Regions from separate parts of the Mus musculus genome. Here region 1 is linked to region 2. Evidence: chromatin contacts called from public HiCAR-type data. All regions are on one chromosome and are shown on one strand. Each heading gives the region's core, a stretch centred on a gene start, on an enhancer-like site or on the middle of the called end of the contact. The rest is flanking DNA. Distances are from core to core; before and after follow the strand shown.

Evidence for each region. HiCAR-type assays count read pairs that join an accessible place to other places.
Region 1: a HiCAR-type map of fibro-adipogenic progenitors shows a contact between it and region 2, with 4 times the contacts expected there. The contact joins two enhancer-like sites. A contact is called at or near these places in 1 of 15 datasets of contacts at CTCF or cohesin (the NIH/3T3 cell line), 2 of 115 datasets of contacts at active chromatin or transcription factors (bone marrow-derived dendritic cells and fibro-adipogenic progenitors) and 2 of 9 other capture datasets (adipose tissue and embryonic stem cells).

The regions. Positions count from the first base shown.
Region 1 is chr2:126,360,287-126,365,760 of GRCm38.p6, forward strand. It overlaps Atp8b4 (ATPase, class I, type 8B, member 4), which reads right to left. Exons shown (of 28, transcript NM_001080944.3): 21 at 1,470-1,617. Among named protein-coding and RNA genes, the nearest start is that of Atp8b4, 130 kb to the right of the region's middle. Within about 2 kb of position 3,280, at least 63 of the 459 cell types and tissues checked have an H3K27ac peak or open chromatin away from gene starts, as enhancers often do. A contact at or near this core is called in adipose tissue and fibro-adipogenic progenitors, where this site is marked.
Region 2 is chr2:126,208,624-126,214,176 of GRCm38.p6, forward strand. No RefSeq gene overlaps it. Among named protein-coding and RNA genes, the nearest start is that of Dtwd1, 59 kb to the left of the region's middle. Within about 2 kb of position 2,883, at least 10 of the 459 cell types and tissues checked have an H3K27ac peak or open chromatin away from gene starts, as enhancers often do. A contact at or near this core is called in adipose tissue and fibro-adipogenic progenitors, where this site is marked.

The DNA.
Region 1 (5,474 bases), core at 2,030-4,529, 150 kb after region 2:
AAAACTGTGGACCATCATTCTCAAATATACCACATGTTCTGAAAGACAAGGCATATAACTGGCTCTTTTGCTCAGAATGGCCCCTTTTGCCTCTGCTCATTTTTCTTTATTATCAACAAGTTAAACGTAGACTTGGGTTTTGATGAAGACAGACCTGGATACATTCAGAAAAGCTTCAGAATTTGAGAGAACTGGAGCTATGATTTAAAAAGAAAGCAAACAAAACCTGACTGTACTAGCAAAAATACAGACAATTCTCCCTAACTGAAGAAGGACATCTCATGGTTTCATGAGCACAGGGCTTTGAAGCAAACAGGGCTCCTGAAGAGCTTCCAGCTTAGAGCCTTCTTTCAACAGAGGAAAAGACAGGCTAGGTGACTATCACCAGAAAGCCCATGCCCTACAAACACTGCTTCCTCAAGCCCAGGGGCCTGTCAAAAGCATAATACAGGAGGGATCCTGTCCTACCGAGCTGCCCAGGCCACTCAACTCCAGATCTCAGCAGACAGACATAACTTTCAGTTGGTGTTCATCTGTGCAAGGGAAAAGTTCATGTCATCTGGACCAGTTTTTGACTGAGCTTGGCCTGCAGCTGAGCTCTGTAACTTTCCACGGTGTGGAAGCAGCACTCTGCTGCGTCTGGGATCCAGCTGGATAGTGCTTAGAGAGCTAGGAGCTAACAGGCGGACGGTCACAAGGGGGAATCTAATAGACTCAGCTCCAACTTCTTTTGTCCACTAAGAAACTGCCTTCAAGAACAAACGTTCATTTTTTCCAAACTCCAAAGTGAAAAATGAGCACCAAAGCCAAAGAAAGATGTGAGATTAAGTTCTTTGTACATAGAAATGATAATTTCACGAGACTGCAGTCGGGGCTTTTGTATTCTAATTAGAGACTCAGGAGGAGCGGTTGAGTTTTGTTTGGGGCTTGGAACCTGAACTGCGTTAGAAGTACAATGCAAGTTTATTCTATTATGACAAGAGCCAGATTTCCTAATGAAATCAAATCGTTTGGCTTTGCTGCAGAACGTTGCTATTTAGAAAAACCACCAGAGGTATCTTAATGGCAATGATTTGGCGTGGTAATTCTGTGAAGGTCAGGTTATGACTCGCAAATCACAAACCTTCGCAAGAACGGTAACTGAAAAACTGATCTGCGCCATCCCCCACCGTCTTCCAAAAGCGTTTAAACCGTTCTGCGAAGCAACGGAAGTAACCGTTTAGGCAGAACTCATAGACTCCCTGCGAACTGTTTCTCCAGAGCCTCACATCCAGTGCGATCCTTCAAACAATGATGTCTGAAAGGCACACTGGAAGTCTTTCCTTCTGCAAACAGGAAATCCTGTGCACGCCCTATCTCTTGTAGTGACATTTGTTTGAAAAACACAAAGGAGACTCTCATTAAGGCAGCACAAAAGAGATGATTGCTGGAGTAAAGAAAAAGAGAAGAACAGCCTCGGGCAAACTCACCAAACTGTGGCCATTTATGACTAAGGCATATTCTCCTGTCACAGCCTCTCCTGCACCCGCGTCCAACCCCAACCGCTGCTTGTTGTCATAAACTGCATGTCCATTGGAAAAACTCGTGCTTTGTCCAAGCAAATTTTCCTTTGCTTTCCTTAAAGAATAAGAGAATTAAAAAAAGGCATAACAAAGCACACAGAGCTTGTCTATAACTGAACCAAGAGGCCGGCCTGGAAATGAACTCATGCTACCACTCTTCAGCGTAAGGCCCAGGTATTAGGCCACCAAGCAGAGGGAAGGCCAGACAGCAGTGCATGTCAATCCTGCAGGGGCTGGGGGAGCACAAGGAACTAGGCAGCTAAACACAGAGAAAACAGAACTACCTCAAACATTTTACACTACCTAAAAACTGGCTTTAACCAAGGAATCTTGATAGCTTTGGTGTATAAAGAACCACTCTCTGGAAAAACGGTGTTTTTCAATATGCTAAACAAAAACTAAAGGCGATGAATGAAACCTTCTCATTACAGAGCACTCCCCTCCTTCCCTCTCTCTTTCCTTTTCTCCATTTTTCCCTCTCCCTTTCTTCCTGACGTACGTACATACGTGTGTGTGTGTGTGTGTGTGTGTGTGTGTGTGTGTGTGTGTGTGCGCGCGCGCGCGCGCGCGCATGCGCTCATCATTATATAACCTGGCTGAAAACAATAGTCCACTTATAAACACATTTTGTTTAACTTTGAAAGAGATTCATGATGCCATTTATTATTATAAAATAAAAGAAAAATATTTTAAGTAAAAATAAAATCCTCATAAGTTTAAATGATAACAATGACCTTGTGAGAAACTCCAAACTCCAAACATGGGGTTTTTACAAATAGAAATTCCTCGCAATGCTAAAGACCTAATCAGTAGCTTATATGATGACATAAGCCCATTAGAACTGGCATTCTACTGTTCTCCTAAAAAATGTGATAATGTCTTTAATAGGAAGGTAAATTCCCACCCAGAAGACCTGTGGGTGACCAGGTTATAAATAACAGGTCTGTTGGCATGACCACAGTAGCTTCCATCATAGGAATACCGGCAGATGTCCCCTGCAGAAGGATGCCCAAGCCAGCCCCTGCATGTGAATATACCACTACATGTATAGATGAATTCCAGAAGAAAACAGAAAGTGAAGAATAGGTTAGCAGATGTTTCGACTTATGGCAAAATGAACTGTCTTCTTGATGTCCTGCCCAGTGTGGAAAGCATTTATTACAATGAGTTTATGCTGAAGATCCTCTGATGGGAGAGAATGGTCATATTAAAACAAGCATTATGCCTTCAGCTTTTGAGTTATTTAACATACAGTGATGCATATAAAAATGCATCACCAAGAGTTTATGTATGAACTACAAAAGCAGACCCAGAAGCAAAGGCAGGTCACCTTGTTTCCTGGCTCAACACTGCCCTCTGCTGTCCGGGACCAAAATCGTGCCTGCACTTAGACTTGTCACTCAGCCTTGGTTCCAAGGATGATATCAGACAGTTAGCAGGCAGTTTGCAGAAACAAACAAAAGGATGTGTAAGGTTAGAAGGCTGTTTGAAATGCACTGTGGGGAAGGAGACAGAGCAGGCACAGAGGATTACTGTTGCAAGCAGAAGGCTCCAATGTCCTCGGTAGATAAGCAACCCAATGAACGCTCATCATGGTCATGAAAACTGGCAGCGCCATCTGATGAATGGGAGAAATGATACCAGACATGAATGTGTGTCTCTGACGGCACTGCAGATCTCATAAACTGGGCTTTGAGAAGGCACTGAAGCAAAAAAAAAACATCTCCCAGGGTTTCCTGTTTGGTGAGGCTCCCATTTGCTGTGTAAATGACTCAACCTCTATTTCCCCCTTGCAAAACGAAAACATTCCAAGGGAGGGTGAAGTTCATGAACACACTGGCTGAAATTCTACTTATTTAGGAGCTTTCCCCAACAATGTCTCCCTAACATGTGACACAAGTCCCTTTCCAGGCAGAAAAAGAACAATTTTTATGCTCTGCTAAAATTGCTAATGCTCCCCCCACCCTCCAAGGCCTTCACTCCCTGCCAGACTGGAATGAGTGCACTGTAAGACCTGGGTGGGTGTTCATAGCTGTCCTTTCTCTTACTTCCTGGAACTCAGCTCTCCAAACACAAGCTGGTTCTTGCAAATGCAATTCATCAGGAAGGAAGAAAGCTACACATAGTACCTTTCGGTGAAGATGGACAGTGTGTGGGCATCCGACATTCTACTGGACCTCAGAATACAAACAGATGTGAAAAGAAGGGCTCTGCCTTCTAGGCTTTGTAATGAGGGCAGTTTAGTACAATGCTGTAATGCAGAACCATAGGCAGGGTTGAGTTGACTAGAGCACTCACAGCCCATACCATCTGAACACACTACAGCGGAGGGAGGGAGCGCTGTGCTCAGCCATGCATTCAGCCTGCAAAGGAGAGAGGGGGTGCGAGGGATGAGCCATTTTCCTCAGTCCTTTCCTGGCACTCTAGATGCAGGAAGTAAAAGAGATCTGTTAGGAAATAGATTTAAATTATGACATTATGTTTAAAGGAAAATAATTTGGACTTTGGTAAAAGGCCAGAGCTTTGAGCTTGCTTGTTCCTTGGAAACTTGGGTCTGCCTCTGACAGATTAGCTATCTGACTTTAGGCCACTTGATTAGTCCGGGGCAGATCCAGGACTCCAAATTCCTAGTTCTTGGTTATCAAAACAAATGGCTTTACATATACAGCCAGCCACAGGCTATCTCTAGGTTGGAGTAAGATATGCCACCAGAGAGTAATGAAGGAGACAGCACCGCCCTTCAGAGAGTGAGGAAGAAAGGAAGTGAGTGAACTTTTTAGTTCAAGCTTCCAGTTCATTGCCCCACAGACTGTTAAAGACGTCGATCCTTTATCGTCGATCAGAAATCGGGGACCGGCTCAGAGAGCGATCAACCCCCTGAAAACAGGGAACTGTGTGCACCAAAATGCACATCAGAAGTCAAAATGTAATGCTTTAGAGTGTTACAATTTATGAGAAGAAACCTGACCTACTAAAACAGTTTACTCGGGATAACAGAACTTGAGCATTCAAACCTATTTGGTCGCTACTGTCATTAATGACTCTATGATATCACAGTCAGTGTTATGTTCTGCTCCACGAAAGGACTCCTAACTGGCCAATATCTTATAAACAGCCTACATCACACAGCTAATTTTCAGTACCTGCCCCAAGAGCCATTTACAAGAGGTACCAGTGATTAAAGATTTTACTGCTTAGAGAGGGGCTATAGAGTCCTAGTGTCTCTGCGTGGGTACTTGGAGGCAGCTGGGTCATTTAATGAATTTTTCTGAGAACAAAACATGGTGGCTCAGAAATGAAACACTGGATGCGTTATCTTGTCTGACTGATCAAAACCTCATTGTCTATTTTCCTTGCAGCAGAAGATACATGCTCTGTTAAAATGACAGAATCCATGAAATAACCTCAGAAACTGGCAGGACTTAATTGTAGACCTGTGGGCATGAGACTAACACAGGGATGACTGTAGACCTGTGGGCCTGTGGCCAACATAGGGCTTAACTTAAACCTGTGGGCATGCTGCCAACACTAAAGCATCAATGGGAACCAACTCAATCAGGGTTCCACATGTCCAAAAATGGCTAACAACTATGTTATGTGCGTGCTGCGTGGCATGAACATTACTCATCGATGTTGACGACATCTAAACACATTGGACAGGATTAACTACAAGCATGTACATATTGTCCATCCAATGGCTCCTCCCTCAGATCCTTCTCTTTCAACACATTTTTTTTGCATGAACTCAAAAACATAGCACAAGAACATGAAAGGGCACACATTTATGATTTTAATCCCCAAGGCTGTGGGCTTAGATATAAATCGCCAAGACTGGGAATGTAGCGGGGACCTCCAAACAATGGTTCCCCTTAGGAGCTCTTTCCCCTCGAGTTTCATAGGAAGCATATTCAT
Region 2 (5,553 bases), core at 1,633-4,132:
GCTGTAAACAGACACCATGACCAAGGCAACTCTTATCAGGACAACATTTAATTGAATCTGGCTTACAGGTCAGAGTTTCAGTCCATTATCATCCAGGTAGGAGCATGGCAGTGACCAGGCTGGAAGAACTGAAATTTCCTCCTCTTGTTTCAAATGCATCTCAAAGAAGGCTGACTTCCAGGCAGCTAAGATGAGGATCTTAAAGCCCAAGCCCACAGTGACACACCTACTCCAACAAGGCCACCCCTCCTAATAGTGCCACTCCCTTGGCCAAGCACATACAAACCATCACAGTAGGGGTCAAATAAGGTTTATATATCCAAGACCTTCCTGAAAATTGACATCCTACTTGGTAGAAAAAGACATATACATGGGTAACTGACATCCTGGTTGGCAAGTTAGGTAAGGCAAGTTCCCTGCTGTAGTTGAATACCCCAACCAGGGAACAGGAAAAGTCTACAACAAAGACATGTTTCCAAGGAAATCCCCTATCCCTAAGTCCTGATTGGTGGAATAACTTGGCACAGATATTTGTGGGTTTTAGGTTTAAAAGTCCTGTAGGAGCCTAAATCAATGTCATAGCCAGCTCCCCACTTCATCTGTGGCCCTGATTGGTCAGTCTTGAGATGAAGCATTCAAGAAACCATGCTAATTGACTGAGATTGGTGTCTGAGTGGTTTGTGTGGCAATTCCCGAACCCCAACATTTGGAATAACCAGTTTTCAAACAAAAAGAAGCAAATGTTTGTGTGAAGAATTGAGACAATGCAGAAACATTTAGTGATAGTCTCATATTAATCTAAAATTTCATATATTAAAGTATATGTCTTGTGTTTTGTCTTATTTCCTATGTGCCTTTTAAAGGGATAGTTTACATCTCAATATTTTCTGATACTTCCCAACATACTTGTAAAACTTTGATAATCATGCTCACCAGGAGGGTCCTTTCAACTACTTTGCAGCTCAAAGCAGTGAAGAATGGAGAGCTGAGGGAAGCAAAAAGACTAAGGGGATTTCTGAAGGGGTATTCTGTAGTAATGAGCATGTAAGCAGGTAGGCAGGTGGGCAGTAGTAATGAGCATGTAAGCAGGTAGGCGGGTGGGCAGGTTTAAGATCTAGGGCATGGAGTCCAATTGTTTGGTACCTGGTCCTCTGGTGTTTATTGAGGGCTCTGGCTAAGGAGTTGGTTAGGCCATGACTCTGATTTGTGCTTTATTCATTAATTCTGTTGCCAGTGTGTCTCAGGCAAGATGTCTGCTATCTCTAGGAACTGACTAGTTCTAGACTAATCAGGACCTACAGGGTCAGAGAGATTGGGGCTTCAGGATTTTCAAGATTAGACTAAGTATCATAATCATTCTAAGAAAAGGCTTCCCTTTGTTTTCTGGAGCCATCGTGCCTTGTTCTTCAAAAGCTCAATGTTTCTCCCTCTTGATTTCTTTAAAAAAATTGGGATTTCAAAGGAAATTTCCAAATGATTGATAATTCTCAAAGTAGGGAACAAACAATTTAGACACTTTAAGTCCTTCCACAGTACAATGGATGGATGCCAAAAGGGCCCATACAAATGGCCAGAATCAAAGGCAAACCTCTGACATAACTTTCCTTTAATGTGCTTACAGTTTCATTCCCTTATAGAGACTTTCCCACTTCACTCACAACCTTCTGGAGCCTCATGCATGCATTTTCCAAGTGGGATGCCATGGCTTCCATACTTAGGACTCTTCAACCTCAGTTGTCATCCTCAAATCTACTTAAATTATTAGCTAATAGACTATGTCGTGTTCCTGTGGTCTGGGAGCATTACACTGTCTGATGGAGACAGCATTCTTACTGCAATCCAGTAAGCTACATACATATGTAATTATAGAAACAGCACATTAGATCAAAGGGGACAAGACCATAATGAAAAGGAACTGGAGAGCAGGGAAATTGGTGTGACAGAATCCACTGCCACTCTCCAAGGCAGGTTAGAAGAAGTAGAGTGCAGACTTCCTTTAGAAAAAAAAGGAGAGATGGCTCTGTGGTTAACAGCCCTGGCTCTTCTTCTATAGGACCTAGGGTATATGGTGCTTACAACTCTCTCTAGGTCCAGTTTCAGAGGATCTGATGCCTTCTTCTGGACTCCTTGGGCTCTGACATGTACGTCATGCATAGACATACTCAGGCACACACACACATTAACACTTGGAATGTTTTAAGTAAAATGATTAAGAAAAGAATTTTCCAAGAGAAACACAGGTCGCTGTGCTTTGGGCCACCTTTCTGGGAGGAAATACATGCAAAGCCACCGGGCTAGGCGGTACACAGATGGTATTTTACACAATGGAAGTTGCCAGATGCCAAAGACCACTCTTACAGAGTAACATTAAACATTGATAGAAGAATGTCCTGGCAAGTTATTTGTCTGTCTGAAGCAACAGAATCCTTGTAGATATACATACATTTATGAGGGTGAAAATAATAGCTTTTGCCATTTTGCCTGATTTTTATAAGACAATCAATTCTGTGAGACTAGTTTCTGAATTTGGACTTGTTCTGGCTTATGACTGACCTTTGGCTGAATCTCCAGTTGTTCCTGTAATTTACACCCTAGAGATTCCCTTTCTGTCCTTACATAATCACTCACCATATCACACACAAATGCAAGGGTAAGCTAGACAAGCTTATAAATTAGTTTCAGAAGGAAAATATTTTAGCTGTATCCATATTGCGTGGGTTTTTTTTTTATCTAATTTAAGCATTCTTTCATAATTTGGCCATCTTGATAAGTTATTACTCAAAACCCTGGAGTTTCTTGTGCTCTCTCGACAATGCTGGTGGCTGTGTAACAAGCATTCGCCTAACTGCAGCCTTTCACTCCAAGGCTTGTCAACGCAGCCACACTCGGGACACATGTCATGTGGAAACTCACTGCTGAGATCTGAGTGCCTGAGAGGGCGAAATTCCATACCAATGAAATATTGATTTCTGGGATTAGCCAGGACAATTCTAGTGGAATTTTTTGAGAGATACAAATTAAAAAGAAGTTATTTCCAGAAATTATGGGTGTTTATTTCCCTAGTTACCTGAATAACAGTTGTGGACAGGAATGTAATTAGAAAGCAATGCTTGTCAGGATTATCTGCAGCTATCCCTCCTGTGAACACCAGTTACACTGCACTTAAAATCCATAAAAAGGTATATATAAATATGTGCCCAGGATCTATGAGTATGTTACCTTGCTGTCTTAGTGAGCATTACTATTATTGTGATAAAACACCATGACCAAAGCAACTTGGGGAGAAAAGGGTTTATTTGGATTACACTTTCACATCACTATTTATCATCAAAGGAACCAAGCAAGACTTGAACAGGGCAGGAACCTGGAGGTAGGAGCTGATGCAGAAGCCCTGGGGGGGGGGGGGTGCTGCTTACTGGGTTGCACCTTGTGGCCTGCTCAGCCTGCTTTCTTATAGAACCCAGGACCATATGCCCAGGCATGGCCCCATCCAAAATTCGAGAGGCCCTCCCACATCATTCACTAATTAAGAAATTGTCTTACAAGCTTACATGCAGTCTCATCTTACGGAGGCATTTTCTTAGTTGGGGTTCCCTCCTCTCAGATGACTCTAGACTGTGTCAAGATGACATAAAATTAGCCAGCACATTTTCATAACAAAGGGGTCTTTTTATAGTGTGATTAAAGCACAAGACCATGAGATAGGAAGATTATTATGGACTACCAAGATGGACCTAGCAGAATTACATGAATTGTTAAAAACAGAAACTTTTTCAGGAAAGGTTGTGCAGGAAAGAGATGGGGGAGGGGAGAATGAGAATGTCATGGACAACAGAATCAGGTCAAGTAGTATGCTAAGATAAAAGGAGCAATTTGGAGGGTTCTCACAGCTTAATCTATTGCTACTGTCTTGTGGTCCTCCAAATCCACCCTTGCTAGCACCATGCCTTTTGACCAGTGTTCTCCTCCCCTTTCTCTAACTGAAGCGAAGCAACCTGAGACCCACATCCCAACAAGGCCAACTCCACCCTCAACGTCTTTTGCTCCCCTGTAATCTACTGCTTTATTAAATTGTATATCTAGCACAGAAATCTTCAAAGTTATTATCCCAAGAATTTCTCTATACTCTTGAAAATTAATAAAGTCCTCAAGGTATGTTTTCTATATGATTTATACATACAACTACTGACTTTGGAATTAAAATAAATAAATATTAAATGAGTATTTATTTTAAATGATAATATTAAAAATTAACTTCTCAGTGGGAGAAGACATACCTAACCATCCAGTGACTTGAGGTTCCAGGGGAGGCCTGGGAGAGAGGGGAATATCCTCTTGGAACAGGACAGAGGAAGAATGGGATAAGGAACTGTGGGAGTGGGACTGGGAGGGGGGCAATGGCTTGACTGTAAAAAAAATAAAAGTAATTAAAAAAAAAAAAAAAGAAAATGTGTCTGGGTTCCCTTCTCGTTACTTGCCTTGAGGGACTAATTGAAGGTTGACCCCAATGTGCAGAAATGAAAATGAACCTCTTGCTTTTGAAAAAAGAAAGAGAGAAAGAGAGAAAGAGAGAAAGAGAGAAAGAAAGAAAGAAAGAAAGAAGGGAGGGAGGGAGGGAGGGAGGGAGGGAGGGAGGGAGGGAAGAAAGAAAGGAAGGAAGGAAGGAAGGAAGGAAGGAAGGAAGGGAGAGAGAGAGAGGGAGAGAGAGAGAGAGAAAGAAAGGAAGAAAGAAAGAAAGAAAGAAAGAAAGAAAGAAAGAAAGAAAGAAAGAAAGAGAAATTTAGAAAGAAAGAAAATTAACAATTTCGCCCTTCCGGCCCACTCCAGCACCGGGGTGCCTTGCCCGCAGAGTCTCTGGACACCTGCAAGGAACTACACATGATTCCACACAGGATCCTAAGACCTCTGGTGAGTGGAACATAGTGTCTGTCCAATCGAATCGCGTGGGACCTGAGACTGCATTAATTAAGGAAGCAGATAACCCGGCCTGATCGGGGGCACAAGTCCCTTCTGGTCCACTCCAGCAGCGGAGTTCCTTGTGCGCAGAGTTTTTGGACACCCCCAAGGTCCTCACAGGAACCTCCACGGGATCTTAAGACCTCTGGTGAGTGGAAAACAACTTCTGCCAGGGGCAGGTTCGAACGCCAGATATCTGAGCACCTTCCCTGCAAGAGGAGAGCTTGCCTGCAGAGAATACTCTGACCACTGAAACTAAGGATAGAGCTAGTCTCCCAGGTCTGCTGATAGAGGCTAACATAATCACCTGAGGAACAAGCTCTAACCAGAGACAACTAAAACAACTAGCTCCAGAGAATACCAGATGGCGAAAGGCAAATGTAAGAATCCTACTAACAGAAATCAAGACCATTCACCATCATCAGAATGAACGCAGCACTCCCACCCCACCTAGTCCTGGGCACCCCAACGCAATCGAAAAGCTAGACCCGGATTTAAAAGCATATCACATGATGATGGTAGAGGACATCAAGAAGGACTTTAATAACTCACTTAAAGAAATACAGGAGAACACAGCTAAAGAGTTACAAGTCCTTA